2 separate regions of the Mus musculus genome follow, and region 2 is linked to region 1. A link is a contact called in public Hi-C data. All regions are on one chromosome and are shown on one strand. Each heading gives the region's core, a stretch centred on a gene start, on an enhancer-like site or on the middle of the called end of the contact. The rest is flanking DNA. Distances are from core to core; before and after follow the strand shown. Region 1 has its middle 4.3 kb from the start of Gm35579. Region 2 holds the start of Foxa2 (forkhead box A2).

The links. A called contact is a pair of places that touch in the nucleus more often than the background predicts.
Region 2: a Hi-C map of liver shows a contact between it and region 1, with 2.5 times the contacts expected there. The contact joins the promoter of Foxa2 here to the enhancer-like site in region 1. A contact is called at or near these places in 6 of 39 promoter capture datasets (the 3T3-L1 cell line, embryonic stem cells, liver and 1 more), 1 of 15 datasets of contacts at CTCF or cohesin (the NIH/3T3 cell line), 9 of 484 Hi-C or Micro-C datasets (the MNK3 cell line, embryonic fibroblasts, embryonic stem cells and 2 more), 9 of 115 datasets of contacts at active chromatin or transcription factors (embryonic midbrain, embryonic stem cells, liver and 3 more) and 4 of 9 other capture datasets (adipose tissue, embryonic stem cells, liver and 1 more).

What each region holds. Positions count from the first base shown.
Region 1 is chr2:147,902,729-147,906,803 of GRCm38.p6, forward strand. No RefSeq gene overlaps it. Among named protein-coding and RNA genes, the nearest start is that of Gm35579, 4.3 kb to the left of the region's middle. Within about 2 kb of position 2,508, at least 27 of the 459 cell types and tissues checked have an H3K27ac peak or open chromatin away from gene starts, as enhancers often do. A contact at or near this core is called in liver, where this site is marked.
Region 2 is chr2:148,044,571-148,048,212 of GRCm38.p6, forward strand. Foxa2 (forkhead box A2) reads right to left here and starts at 1,378. Exons shown (of 2, transcript NM_001291065.1): 1 at 1,257-1,378; 2 at 1-254. The coding sequence starts at 1,343.

The DNA of each region.
Region 1 (4,075 bases), core at 1,258-3,757:
AAAGAATGCCTGCCATTTAGAAGTTGTCAGACCATGGTTCTTTTATTACAGCAGCCTGAACTACAGATAGATGTGTATATATGTATATATATGTGTGTGTGTGTATATATATATATACATATATATACGTGTGTGTGTATGTATATATATATGTGTGTGTGTGTGTATATATATATATATAGATAGAGAGAGAGAGAGAGAGAGAGAGAGGGAGAGGGGGGAGGGAGGGAGGGAGAGGGGGAGGGAGGGAGAGAGAGATAGATTAGATAGATAGATGCAGGCTTAGAAACAGCAGCCTCTGACCACATTAAGAAACAGACACTTTTAATTTGTCTGAAAAAACAGATAATGGGTCAACTGTGTATAAGATGGAGAAAATGGGTTCCACGGGTGCCCATAATAAAGTGCACAAGCTGAGTTGTGAACATGACATGTCCTGCTTGCCCTTCAAGGAGCATCCTAGATATTGACTCCTCCCCATTTTCTTCAGAGGATGTAAAGGTGAGTCATATGTAAGAGATGGGCATGGACACAGGTCTAAAGGCTTCTACCCACTCATCTGCAGTAAAGCACATAAGAGAAATTGTACAAGTGTTGAAAGGGTTCCTTCTGTCTGGGTAGTTTTAGAAGCACTTTACCTTCTAAGTAGTACATATATATCAAGTTAATATCCTGGCATGTATAACAAAGAAGTCCCTGCTTTGGAATCACTCAGTTGTTCAAACTCATCTATTGATATGTAACCACTGGACCTGCCTTGGAAGAAACCTTCACAGATCATTTACTGATATCGTCTCTCGTGATTCTCCAAATTAACTAGACTCAGCTGGTCATTTCTAACTTGGGATCTTAGCTTTAGTTTGTTTTCTGTTGCTGTAACTGAGTGCCTGAAGCTGCCAAACTTATGAAGAATAGTTTGCTGGTAATTGGGGTTAAATAAGGCCATGAGAGTGGGGCCCTCAAGATGATGTTAGTGGCATTGTAGAGGCCCCAAGTTAGCATTGCTTGCTTGGTCTCCTCGTGTGCTGTTATGTAGTACTGCAGCAGAAGACCTTCACCAGCAACATCCGTTTTCTTCTTTATAAATTAGTTAGTGTCGGTATTCAGATGTTATCACATGTACTAGGATAGTTCTCCTTCTTGGATGGCATTTAACTTGTAAGAAATGGGTCATGCAGAGGCTTAGGGATACCTGTATTACTTGAACTTTTACTGCCAAAGCCTGGGTTCTGGGCACTATAACGAGCTAGGTTTGGCCACTGGTCCTCCATACATCAATTAAATCTATAAGCAACAGTGTAAAGTAATTTATTCAATACAGCCATACTGGGTGTATGGAAGAAATAGAGAGGTTGAAGTGGAAGAAATAGAGAGGTTGAGTGGCCCCAAAGTTTATCTTCTGGGCACCCTCATGAGGTTCATATTTAAACAGAAGGCAAGAAGTATGCATAAGCATTCAGCCCTGACCAAGGTGTGGTACTGTCTATCACTGAGCCATCCTTGTCTCTCATGCCTTCCTTGTAGGGTGGTGTGACTGTGTAAAATCTGTTCCTAGGATTCCAGTTTAACCTCTGACTTGAATTGCTTCTTTCTCTTTACCCACCTTCAACTCCACATAGACTCCTGAAAAAATTCCAAATCCGTGGGATCAATTGTTTCACTAGCCTGATAGTTACAGGAAGGACACTAGTATTCTAGAATATCTTCACTCCTACTAGGACATTACAGCTATGCAAGGAAGCTACCGTGGATCCTATACCATGTTCTGAAATGGAATGCAGCATCAGAATGCTCATATGGAGGGCCAGGATAGTGGACATATTTGCTCACACATCCATTGGTCATTGGATGCTCTGCAGAAAGGGAATGGGCTTGGGTGAAGTGGACTGTCAGTGAAGATGGTCTGCAGGTAAAGTTACACTTTCAGAAATTGAGAACCCTTTCCTACAGTCTGTTCTCTGCAAGGAGGGGTCTAGGCACAGGGCAGTGATTTGTTGTTCAACTGCAAATAACAAGGACTTTTCCTCCTGGAGATTGGGGTGGGACAGTTTCTGGGGTCAAGCTGGAAGTATGTTTTGTGAAAGGCTTATGTTGATTCTTATTTACAGACAAGTGTCCCTGCAGTGGTTGATGGGCCTGAGGACTTGGGGATAGAGGTGTCTGTGCACCAGGACATTGGGTCCGATGAGCCCACCTGGACTGAGTCTCAGAATGCAGTGACCATCAAAGGGCCTCACAGAAAAAAGTAGGAGCAAGCTCCTTGTGTCCAGATGCCTGAGATTATCATGGGATATTTAGCCCTGGTGCCACTCAGGCAAAGCAGAGCTGGAAGGTGGGTCTGCTTTCCTGCCTCCTCCTGCTGACTGGCTCCAGCCAGCCTTGTCTCAAGGAGAGCTTGTTCAATTGAACTTTCAGCTCCCTAAATTGGCTCGTTCCCCTACCAGAGAAAACAGCCCTATTATAAACATACAAAACTAGAGTTAGGAGGGGTTGGGGGACTGCAGGCTCTTGCCTAAGTCTGGCCTCAGAATTGACTTTTCTGTCAATGAGAACACAGATTTGCTTTGACTTCTCCTGTGTGCTTTGGCAGTTTCGGCATGGCTGTAAAATTTATCCAAGGGAAACTGGCATTTATCTTGGGTTCACTTGCACTGGGCTAAACTGATAAACAGATGGGGGTTGGCCAGGCCATGGCTAATTTGGTTAGCACTTTACAAAACACAAATGTCACCTTTATTTCTGCAGGATTATTTATTGCTAATTGGGAAGTTATTGGTCTGTTATATTCGGACAGGATCGTTCACACTGTTGAAAACCATCTACTTCCTGGTTTTTGTGAAGCAATATCCATTATAAAGAGGAGGGAGTGTGCTGCCTCGGGTGGGAAGATCTGTCATTGATGCCAATAAAAGAATAAAATGATCCAACTGGGTCTGCATATGCACACAAAGCGAACTTATCTGTAAGGCTGTAGAGGGAAGAAAAAAAGAGAGAGAAAGGGAGAAAAAGAAGAAAAGAAAGAAATCCACAAGATCTAAGGGAAGCTTGCAAAGAAGACCAGAATTCAGAACAATGTCCTTCCCTGCTGTCTCCGGACTTTTTTTCTTTTGTGCCTGCCTAAAGGCAGTGGGAGGATCAGAGACCTCATCCTGGCTCTGTTTACTTTGGGAACAATCGGTGATGTATGAATAATAATGCCTCCCTCTGACCATGACTAATTGAATTGCAGCGAGCATGGTGCCCAGTGAGGGGCTTTGCTGGCCAGTCCATCACACCATTTTTCAAGTAGCTCGGGACAGTGATTGATGGTCTGGGTCCTTCCAATGAGCACCCTTGAACACCTAAGAGCAGGAGTGTGAACCTGCATTCCAAGTTTCTATTAACCAGAGCCTCGGGGAACAGCGGCTGGCAGGAGTCAGTGCTAAGACTGGTGACAAATAGAGCGACTGCAGGGAGAGGAAACCTTGTCCAGCTTCACCCATACCTGACTTTAAGAAAATCCCTGTATTGGGAATGGATAGGAAAATATCCCACTAGGGATCACCAGGCCACCGTGAGATACCTTCCGTTGCAGCTGACCCTATTACTAGGAAGTGGTAGGAGTGATAGCCTGGGGAAAATAAAGTAAGATAGGCCAAGATGTGTCTTGTAAGAGGGTCTTTAGGAGACCTCTTAAGGAATAGGAAAGAGTTGATGAGATGAGAAGCTAGTGCACAGTTGGAAGCGAGCGAGTCTACAGCCACATCCATAACCTAACAATGGAGAGCCTCGGGACCCTAATGTGACCAGCCCGGCGGCTGTCTGAGCTGTGTTTACACAGTGAACTAGCAGCTGAGACCCTGGCTCAGTCGACTTTGTTCTCACAGCGTGAAGGTGACCTGAGTGAACTGCCGGAGGCTTGGTGCAGTGAAAGCCTTCCAGTGGTAGGGTCACCGCCATCTCTCTCAGGTACATTTAGTGGGCCAAGCCCTGCTTAGGCACCTTTTCATCCTAGCTGCGCCTGCTGCTCTGGCTAAACTTGGGGGATGGATGCTGGCCGGAAGGGAGCTTGCAGGAGCCCTTCTGCTGGAAACCT
Region 2 (3,642 bases), core at 128-2,627, 140 kb after region 1:
GGACTCAGGTGAGGTCCCATGCCCGCCACGCCGGCCGCCCCGGCTGAGCCGCTCATGCCCGCCATGGCGCCGGCGCCCGGGGACATGCCAGCTAGCGACGGGCTCATTCCAGCGCCCACATAGGATGACATGTTCATGGAGCCCGCGCTCATGTTGCCGGAACCGCCGCCCATGGCAGCCGCGGACATGCTCATGTATGTGTTCATGCCATTCATCCCCAGGCCGGCGTTCATGTTGCTCACGGAAGAGTAGCCCTGCGGACAGAGCCCGGGGAGGAGACAGGTTAGCACCTAGGCTGAGCTCGCCCGATCTTCCCACCCACCCACCAGTTGGACCCAGTCCCCCGCAATTCGTGCAAGCCTCTGGAATCTCTTGCTTTCCCTGGATCCCAGTGCACCAACACCAAGTCCTCTGGGCCCCAAAGAGAGCCGGAAAAGAGATCGCCCTAGGGCCAGCGGGACCTGAGGCTCAGCCTCGCCCAGATTCTAGAACTTCAGTGACCTGGACCACCGCCAACTCAGGCGCCCCAAATGTATTTTACTCTCCCTAGGGGCTCCTCAAATCAGCTGGCCAGCACACTGAGTCAGCACCGAGGCCGGAAATCTCCGTTGCTATCCCAGGTAGTCAAAAGCCACCTTTGGAACCTCACTGGGGCAGTCTCAAGCGAAAATCATCTCAGTGTCCTCTATTCTGGGGTTTCGTACCGGGACCCCACTCCTTAGTCATAGGGGAGTGAAGCGCAGTGCCTGCACAGAGTCCGGGAGCAGCTGGAGGCATCGCGTGGAGGAATAAGGAAGGGACCGCCAACTCGGCTAGGAACTGTTAGTGTCCCGGCTTCGTAGCGACAAACTTTTTTTCTCTTTGTCCACTGGTCTTTGATTCTTTGCCTGTACCTCTGTCCCCAACTCCTACCCACCTTCTCTTCCCCAGCTCCCCACCCCCTCGCCAGCCGACCTCCCACCCCTCCCCAGCCGCGCGCTGCCAAACATAACTCTGTTAGGATAGTGCGTGGCTCGGCCACGAAGAGGATTTGGAGGCGCCGCAAGTCAATATTTGATCACAAAGTTAATATTATCTCAAGGCTAACAGTGTGTCGTATAAAAAAGAGACCCATTTGAGTAGAAGGAGGGCGGAAAAGGCGGCTGTCCAGGAAGGCTAGAGGTGGGGGGGCGGGTACCGGTGAAGGGAGCGTGCGGAGGCTGGGGACGCGGAGATAGCTGTCACCCCACTTCTCCCTGGCCAGGGCAAGAGCTTACCTCGGGCTCCGCGTAGTAGCTGCTCCAGTCGGATGGCTCGTGCCCTTCCATCTTCACGGCTCCCAGCATACTGGAAGCCGAGTGCATGGCGGTTTAAAATTTAACAGCCACAACAAACGACCAGCAATCAGCCCCCACCCCCACCCTCTTAAAAAAAAAAGTCAGCAATGGTACCGTCCCCTCCCTCCCGCCCTCTCTCGCGCTCCCCCTCTCTCCCTCTCTGGACTCCACTTCCTCTCTCTCTCCCGCGGCCTGCGGCGGGAAGTAGCTGGGAGTGGGCGGGAAGGTGGCTGGCGGAGGAGGGGGCCGAAGAACCCTGGAGGCCGGAACCCGAGACTCGCCGTCGGGCGTGCACTCTGTCGCCGCGCTCCCGGGGCTGCCGGTGCAGGCTGAGGCTGGCAGTGTCGAGCTGCCGGGAGGCGGCGGGAAGCTAGCGGCGTGGGGGCGGGCGGGGGGAGAGCGAGAGGAGGGGGAGGAGGAGGAGGAGGAGGTGTGGACCGCGCAGCGGACAAGTGCCGCAATGACGTGAGCGGCTGGTGATATAGCGCGGTGCGCTGGCGCTGGCCTCCAATCCCCAGACCCCGGGCAGCCCATTTGAATAATCAGCTCACACTTAGGTGAGAGGAAGCCAGGGCTAGCGTTCCGCACCTGCCGCTGGGCGCCCCGAGCTAGCCCATCTCCTGCTGTCCCTGGCACTCCCAAGACCCCGACCTGCAAGCAGGCGTGCTGGCGCCCTGGTGGAGTCCCTTCCTTTACGTCCACGGGGAGTCTTCCGTGGACCCAGAGACCTGGGATCAAGCCACCCTTGGAGAAACTCAGGTCTCCTGCTCCCGCCCCGCCCCTCCTCATCGCCCCAAGCACGGGGTTCGTCAATCCGAAGGCGCGTACCGCCTTGGTGGCCTGCAAAGCGAGGCAAGCCAGATTTATTTATCTCGGGTTTCCTCCCTTTTAGTGCACATTCCCTGTCAAAACAACAAGCAGGTGACAGCCAATTTGCAAAGCGCTGTCCTATTTAGAAAAACTGTGTACACACCTTTAACTCGCTGGCCGCTGCTCCGGAGGCCCCTCCCCGTTACAGTTAAGTCCCGGGGCGGCCTCAGGAGGCGCGTAGGACTCGCGTGGTCTGGCCGCCCTGGTCGTCAGTTACCTCAGTCCTCTTTCTGGCTACCCACCTCAGTCGGCCTGGAGAGACCCGTTTAGCTGCAGCCAATACCCGGGAGGCAGCGATTTGCCTCTGGCATGAGGGCCTCGGTGTTTCAAGGTTACTTTTCAGTTAAATCCAAGGTGCCCAAAGCATTTCGTAACTAAAACAAACAGGGCAGTAGGTGGGGGTAGGGCAGGAGAAAAAAAATCAATAATGGGCCTTGTGGGATGACTTCAGGAGGATCTGTGTTCTCTGCCTGCAGAGACCAGGACTGTCTTATAAAAATTGAAAATTTCAGTTTCTTTTCTCTTTAGCTTCTAGGTGTTAAAAAGTGTCATTTGAAGTGTTGTCTTCTGCCTTTGAGGCAGAGGCAGGAGGATCTCAGAGAAGTCTAGGCTGACCTAGTCTATAGAGTGAGTTTCAAGACATCCGGGCTACAGAGAGAAACCTTGTCTCCCCAAACAAAACAAACATGAAAACAACAGAGTATGTCATTTATATTGTTAGCTACCAAGACCGAGACTAAGGTAAGCCTAGATTTTGGAGTGGAGGGTCTTGCCGGCGTTTTTATGTGGACAGTCTTTCTTGGTTCTGAAAATGTGACTAGGATGTAGGGATACAGTCCCAAACTCTTCTCTCTAGGAGATGGAGAAAATAGGAAATAGTTGGCCCAAATCCAGGTGTCCACAATTTCGTGTGGTAGAAGAAGAGTACATAGAGGTGGCAGGTACTGGGGTGAGCTTTGAGCATGGAAGCCTGAATGAGAATGGAAGCCAGATTGGAGGGTAAAGAAAGAGGTCAGCATCCTTTTGGACTGAAGACGCAGCAACATCAGTGCCCTTTGCTGCTGAAACGCACATAGTATGGACAGATAAGGTATTAATGTGTCATCTGAAGCAATGCAGAGCACGAGTCCCTCAAAGGCAACGCCTGTTTTCCCGCTGAAGGTGAATCTGACGTGTTCACCTAGTGAACACAGGGAACCCAGAGAGATCAGATCCTCCAGCATCTTCCCCAGGACCCCACAAGGATGACCGCAGACTTGAAAAAGAGGGGTGCACATGTTGTTTATAGATGCAGCTATTTTTCAAACTTAAAGCAAAAAAAAAATGCAGGCACCCAACTCCCCCCCCCCCAAGAGAGACACAGAGAATCACAGAGAGACAGTTCCACTCCCCACCAGAGAGAGAGAGAGAGAGAGAGAGAGAGCTCCATCCCCAGAGAGAAAAAGGCAGACAGAGA